2 separate regions of the Macaca mulatta genome follow, and region 1 is linked to region 2. The links are chromatin contacts, called in public Hi-C maps. All regions are on one chromosome and are shown on one strand. The core of a region is the stretch at or near the end of the contact, and the rest is flanking DNA. Distances in the headings are between cores, read along the strand shown.

Region 1 (3,173 bases), core at 618-3,117, 200 kb after region 2:
ACAGTCTCTCGCTTCATCTTTCTCACTGTTCCCATCTTGACAGGGTGTGGGCTCCCGCCTGGATGGTCTTCGAAACCGGGGCCCAGGTTGCACCTGGGATTCTCTACGAAATTCAGTGGGAGAGAAGATCCTGTCCCTCCGCAGTTGCTCCCTGGGCTCCCTGGGTGCCCTGGGCCCTGCCTGCTGCCGTGTCCTCAGTGAGCTCTCTGAGGAGCAGGCCTTCCATGTCAGCTACCTGGATATTGGTATGGCTAGCTGAGGAGTGAGCCAGGGGATGGTGGGGGCTGGACGGGAGCAAGTAGAAGGGGGTGATGATGACGTGAACGCACCCCTCCCCAGGGCTACCTCCCCACCCAACATTGCCTCCTTCCTCTCTCTTGCTCTCCAGAGGAACTGAGCCTGAGTGGACTCTGCCAGTGCCTGGTGGAACTGTCCACCCAGCCGGCCACTGTGTGTCATGGCTCTGCAACCACCAGGGAGGCAGCCCGTGGTGAGGCTGCCCGCCGTGCCCTGCAGTACCTCAAGATCATGGCAGGCAGCAAGTGAAGCCCCAGCTGGACTCATGGATGTGCACCCTTTGCTCCCTGCTCTTTCTGCCTCTGGGCTCATGTATCTGCGCAGCTCTGGTACCCTCTGTGGGTACCATCTCTACCTCTGACACAGACTGCCTGCCTTGAGGCTGAGAAGGCACAGGGCAAGGAGCCAAGGACCACAGGGCCTCAGCCAGCCCAGGATTCGTCCTCATTTTATTGGTGATGATGAATGGGAATGAAATCGGGGCTGTCTACTAGAGCCTGGAATAAATATGCTGCTTTGTAGATTTTTAAGCCCTTCTCTCGTTTCCTGAGCAGTGTGGATAGCAGAGGAGGTCACCACATGACTTTTGTGTGCCTTCCCTGAGCTCCTGTTCCAGCCATTCTCATGTTTTCCTTTCTGGTGGGAGGAGGCTGGGTGCAGTGGCCTCCTGGAATGTTGTCGGCTGCCTTGTTGGAGGGCTGGGTTTGGTGGAGAGGGAAGGGCAGTGGTTCTTGCTCTTGGGCTTCCACCCAGCCCTGTAAAGTCTCACACAGACACACATGGATTCAGAAGCCAGACAACTTTATTTGGGGGGCAAATATTGACACTTTTGGGTGTGGGCCTTGCATGCAAACATATCAAGGGATGACATGTCACTTCTTCCCAAAGCGTTGAGGGGCAGCCAGGCTCCAGAACTCGGAATTCAGCCCCTCTCCAGCCCGGGGACTCAGCCGTTCATTGCTCCAGGATCCCCGGGTATTTCTGCCAAACCTTAGGAAAGATTTGTCCTCAGGTCCCTGCAGTCTCTCTTCTCTAGCCCCCTTCCTTCTCCTCGTCCTCTGTCTCCTGCCCTTTCTACCCCCAACCCCTGCCATGCCTGTGTCCCTTTCAGACTCACCTCTGGGGCTGAAACAGGAAGGCTTGGCTCCGGCCAGGTCTCTCCATTGCCTGGAGCAGGTAGCGCAACAGTGACCCAGAGGTCTGGGCATCCTGTGGCAGGAGGGGTTCACTGTCTTCCTCCTGTGCCAAGGGGGTATCAGGGAAGGAAGATGGGCAAATACCCTGGACATGTAAGTCACAAGGGGAAGGGACTGGCTTCCAGGGGCAAGGGGTAGGAGGCTGCAGAACCATTTCCTCAGATTTGAGGACCTAATGGCAACCTTGGCAGCCAGAGAAAGTATCAGAACCTAGAGCACAAGTCTTAACCGAGGTAGAGGCAATGGTGATATGGGGATGGGACACACACTCACCGCGGGGAGCTGGTGGTCTTGCTGGCCTCCTGGCCCTTCAGCACAGCCCTGGTCTATTAACAGCAGCAGCACCAGCAGTGCAGCAGTCTGCCTAGAATCCATGCTGCCATCCACCCTCCTACAGCCACCCCAGCCTCTTATACCTGCTGTCCCCCCAACCCCCAGCCTCACAGTAGCCTTAGGGGAATCTAGAGCAGGCAAATGGAAATGCAGGGCTCATTAGGAGCCGCCTGGGATCTCCTCCCATGGCACCCCCAGGACTTCATGCTCTCAGCCTCCTGCCCCAGGCCCCTAAGCCTGGAGTTATAGACTTTATTAGATGCATAAATCCTGTCTCCAGAGTTCAAGAAGCGTCATTAGTTGCAGACGATTTGTCAGAGCTAGGCCCTGGGGAGCCTTACAAGAACCCCTAATCCCTCAACAGGTTGGAGAGCTTCAGTTTATCACTTCCCCTCTTTCCTAACTTGTAGACTAAAGCACAAGAAACTCATGTCAGGATTAGTTAAGTAGGATGTCCTGGAGTGGAAGAGGAGTAGGAAGAGCCAGGGTCAGAGTCTGTCAGGATGACCAGGCAGGGCCACACAGCCTGTCCTCTGCTTGTGTGCCTCTTGGAGGCTACTCAGATTTGCCTGTGGATAAAAAATATATTCAACTTCATGATGGTGCAGAGAATTTAACTTTTCTTTTTTTTCTTTTTGAGACAGAGTTTCGCTCTTTTTGCCCAGGCTGGAGTGCAGTGGCGCGGTCTCGGCTCACTGCAACCTCTGGCTCCCGGGTTCAAGCGATTCTCCTGCCTCAGCCTCCCAAGTAGCTGGGACTACACAGGTGTGAACCACCATGCCCAACTTGTATCTTTTTTTTTTTTAATTAAAAATAATTTTTTTTGGCCGGTGCAGTGGCTTGCACCTGTAACCCCAGCACTTTGGGAGACCGAGGTGGGTGGGTCACTTCAGGTCAGGAGTTCGAGACCAGCCTGGCCAACATGGTGAAACCCTGTCTCTATAAAAATACAAAAATTAGCTGGGGGTGGTGGCAGTCACCTGTAATCCCAGCTACTCAGGAGGCTGAGGCAGGAGAATCGCTTGAACCCGGGAGTCAGAGGTTGCAGCGAGCTGAGATGGCACCACTACACTCCAGCCTGGGCAAAAAGAGAGAAACTCTGTCTCAAAAAAAAAGAAAAACTATTAAGATATAGAAGGAGGCTACAGGGTTTTGGAGCCCACTGAATGGGTGTGGCTTCAAATCTTTGCAGACAGAGCCCCATCTTCACTAGAGAGCACTGCTTCGGACTGGCCTCATTGCCCTTGCTACAGAGTTGTCCTCCACAGCTGAAGCACTGCTGCCACCCTGTGGTCACAGCTCCTCACTGCCAGCTCCGGCCATTTCCTTTTCCTAGAATAGACCTCT
Region 2 (3,424 bases), core at 199-2,698:
ACTCCAGCCTGGGCAACAAGAGTGAAACTCCGTCTCAAAAAAAAAAAAGAAAAGAAAATGAAACCAGGTAGTGTGGCTCCACTCCTACAGGTGTAAAGTGGATGACCTATGTAGGAGATTATTCAATGCAACCTTATATCTAATCTTGCTGAGCTTTACGTAAAAGCTCAGAAGTGTTAATGACATGAGGTGGGGGCAGGGAGCAGGTTCACCTAATCAAGCCAGAAAGCAAGGCAAGTTACTAGAGATTAAATAGAAGTACTTTTTCCATAGTGTTCCTGGGAAGGGCAAGGGAGGGAACCTGATATTTATTGAGCATTTGATTTCTACAATAAGGACTAAAAATTTCATATGATTTTAGATATACAGCTCTCATGGAGACAGCCTGAATAAGTCTTTTGAAGAACACCCCAAGGTAAAGAGTGGTCACTCATTTTCCAGGATCTGCAGACTATGACCCAGAAAACGCTTCACCATGCCTCACCAAATGTTGATGCATCTCTTCCACACTTGCTCCCGGTGATGGATGAAGGCAGTTCTTGTGCCATGGTCCAGCCTTCCAGGGGTCTTTAGGGGATCCTTGGTCAGGTGTAGGACAGGAAGATTGATCCACTATAGCACAAAAGTGAGGGGTGTGATGGTGAGTCAAGATTCCAGAGGTCTGTTTTCCGTTTCCACAAAGCTAACACTTGTTAGTATGGGAAACAAGTCTTAGCTCCCGTATCTGTGCAACTAGAATAATATTTCATAGGGTTGTGATTATGAAACCACATAACATTTTTAGAAAACACCTGACTTATCCTCTTTCTTACATAACAAACGCTCAGTAAATGTCAGTTTCCCTTCCTTGTCCTTCCCAGGTACACCACGGAAAAAATGTTCCAAGTTGTACCTTTCTGATCCTCCTCAGATACTGTCCCCAACTTTTGGATAGTTCTCCCGCATCCTCACACTCCCTAGATTCTCCCTCATTCTCTCCATTCCCTCTAGGACTTCTCCACAGCTCCTTAACCCCCCCTTATACTCCAATCCCTGCCCTAAAACAGATTCCAGCCCTTCTATTCTCCTGCCGGGGCCAAGCTGTTTCCAGTCCACCAGACTCTGCGACCCTGCCCCTGTCACACTGCCTCCCTTCCCCAATTCTCCCCGACTCTGCCCCCATGCCTGCAGGTCCCCTCCCTCCTCGCCCTGGCCACCTGGCCCCGGAAGTCGGGGGGCGGGCTCTCATAGCTACTGCCCGTCACCAGCTCGTTATTGTGCTCATATAGGGTGACTTGACCCCGAGGCGGTGGAGGAGGGAACAACCCCAGGGAGCACATCTTGCCGGTTCGCAGGACGTCTGGAGTCGGCAAACTCCTAGCCGGAACGGCACAGACCGCCCTCCCGCAACTCGGTTCCCGGGCTAGATTCGTATGCAGACGGGTAGCCGCAAGGGACAAACGGCGAGGCGGAGCTCGACGGAAGTGAAGAAAAGACTTAACAGGAAAGAAGTACGAGTAAGTACGGTCCCGGGACAGACCGCCAAAGCTTCCTCCTGCGCCCCCTGGCGGCCGGAGGGGGAGCAGCGCGGACACGTCCTCGGGCCAATCGTTGGTTACCAGGTTGGAGCGGGGTTTTTTTTGTTGTTTTCCATGCGACTACTGTTTTTCCCAGCTCCGAATTCCCCAACGCCTTTTCCCACTCACTCTCTTAACGCTTAGAAAGCCCAAAATAACGTACATTCAGGGAAGTACCAAATTAACCCTCCCAGGCCTGTGGATCACCCAGAGGAAAATACAGGCTATGTCACAGGCAGCTGGCTGGAAAGCTGAGGGAAAAACCTCAGAGAGGATTTTCAGTGCTGCACCCACAAGGTTAGGCGGACTACTGGAAAGGGAGGTGGGGACAGGTGGAAAAGTAACATTTCCTGCCAGGCGCAGTGGCTCACGCCTGTAATCCCAGCACTGTGGGAGGCCTAGGTGGGTGGATCACCTGAAGGTCAGGAGTTCGTAGACCAGCCTGGCCATGTTGAAAACCCCATCTATACTAAAAATACAAAAATTAGTCGGGCGTGGTGGCGGGCATCTGTAATCCCAGCTAATCGGGAGGCTGAGGCGTGAGAATCTCTTGAACCCGGCAGGCAGGGGTTGCAGTGTGCCGAGATGGCTGTGCTGCACTCCAGCCTGGGCAACAAAAGCAAAACTTTGTCTCACAAAAAAAGAAAGGAAAACTTTATTTTATTTTATTTTATTGAGACAGGGTCTCACTCTATTGCCCAGGCTGAAGGCAGTGGCGCTATCTCGGCTTAAGGCAACCTCTGCCTCCTGGGTTCAAGCGGTTCTCCTCCCTCAACCTCTGGAGTAGCTGGGATTACAGGCATGCGCCACCACGCCCAGCTAATTTTGTATTTTTAGTACAGACGGGGTTTTACCTTGTTGGCCAGGCTGGTCTCAAACTCCTGACCTCAAGTGATCCGCCCGCTTTGGCCTCCCAAAGTGCTGGGATTACAGGTCTGAGCCACCTTGCCAGGCTGCAAAACTATTTCCTGAGCACTTGTTATGATAAGTGCTCTTATAATCTTTACAACCCCATAAGGTGAGTGCTGTTCTGTCACCACGAGGAAAGTGAGTCACAGAGAGATTGGACCTAGATACACCCAAACCAGTTATTCTGATTTAAGAATAAAAGTGAGGCTGGGCATGGTAGCTCACACCTGTAATCCCAGCACTTTGGGAGGCTGAGGCTGATCTCTTGAGCCCAGGAGTTCAAGACCAGCTTGGGCAACATAGCAAGACCCTGTATCTACAAAAAATTCAAAAGTTAGCCAGTGTGGTGGTGTCAAGCGTCTGTAGTCCAGCTACTCAGAAGGCTGAGATGGGAGAATCGAGACTACAATGATCCAAGATTGCGCCACTGCACTCCAGCCTGGGGCAAAAAGCGAGACCCTGTCAAGCAAGCAAGAGAGAAAGAAAGGGAGAGAGAAAAAGCCAGGCGCAGTGGCTCACGCCTGTAATCCCAGCACTTTGGGAGGCTGAGGTGGGCTGATCACCTGAAGTCGGGAGTTTGAGACCAGCCTGACCAACATGGAGGAACCCTGTCTCTACTAAAAATACAAAACTAGCCGGGGCATTGTGGTGCATGCCTGTAATCCCAGCTACTTGGCAGGCTGAAGCAGGAGAATCACTCGAACCTAGAAGACAGAGGTTGCGGTGAGCAGAAACACGCCACTGCACTCCAAGCTAGGCAACAAGAGTGAAACTCCGTCTCAAAAAAAAAAAAAGAAAAAGAAAAAAAAGGGAGAGGGAGAAAGAAACATTGAATTCTTTGAGTCTCACTTTTCTCATTTGCAGTGTCCTAATTATTTCATATGGTTGTTTTCCATACAAAATAATGAAGTGAAGCTATTTAATAAATTTTAAAGTGCTAAACAAATGTCAGAGGTTAA

What was found. Hi-C and Micro-C count contacts between places; a contact is called where the count stands out from the background.
Region 1: a contact with region 2 is called in a Hi-C map of liver, with 2.2 times the contacts expected there. The contact joins the promoter of NPFF here to the promoter of AAAS in region 2. A contact is called at or near these places in 2 of 14 Hi-C or Micro-C datasets (fetal cortex germinal zone and liver).

What each region holds. Positions count from the first base shown.
Region 1 is chr11:60,662,011-60,665,183 of T2T-MMU8v2.0, forward strand. It overlaps NPFF (neuropeptide FF-amide peptide precursor), which reads right to left and starts at 1,868. Exons shown (of 3, transcript XM_001106733.4): 1 at 1,767-1,868; 2 at 1,415-1,536; 3 at 1,082-1,287. The coding sequence starts at 1,868. The coding sequence ends at 1,170. TARBP2 (TARBP2 subunit of RISC loading complex) reads left to right here. Exons shown (of 9, transcript XM_015151872.3): 8 at 44-245; 9 at 389-827. The coding sequence ends at 546. LOC700403 (cyclic AMP-dependent transcription factor ATF-7) reads right to left here. Exons shown (of 14, transcript XR_013401143.1): 14 at 1,415-2,395.
Region 2 is chr11:60,466,979-60,470,402 of T2T-MMU8v2.0, forward strand. It overlaps AAAS (aladin WD repeat nucleoporin), which reads right to left and starts at 1,449. Exons shown (of 15, transcript XM_015151849.3): 1 at 1,197-1,449; 2 at 485-612. The coding sequence starts at 1,319.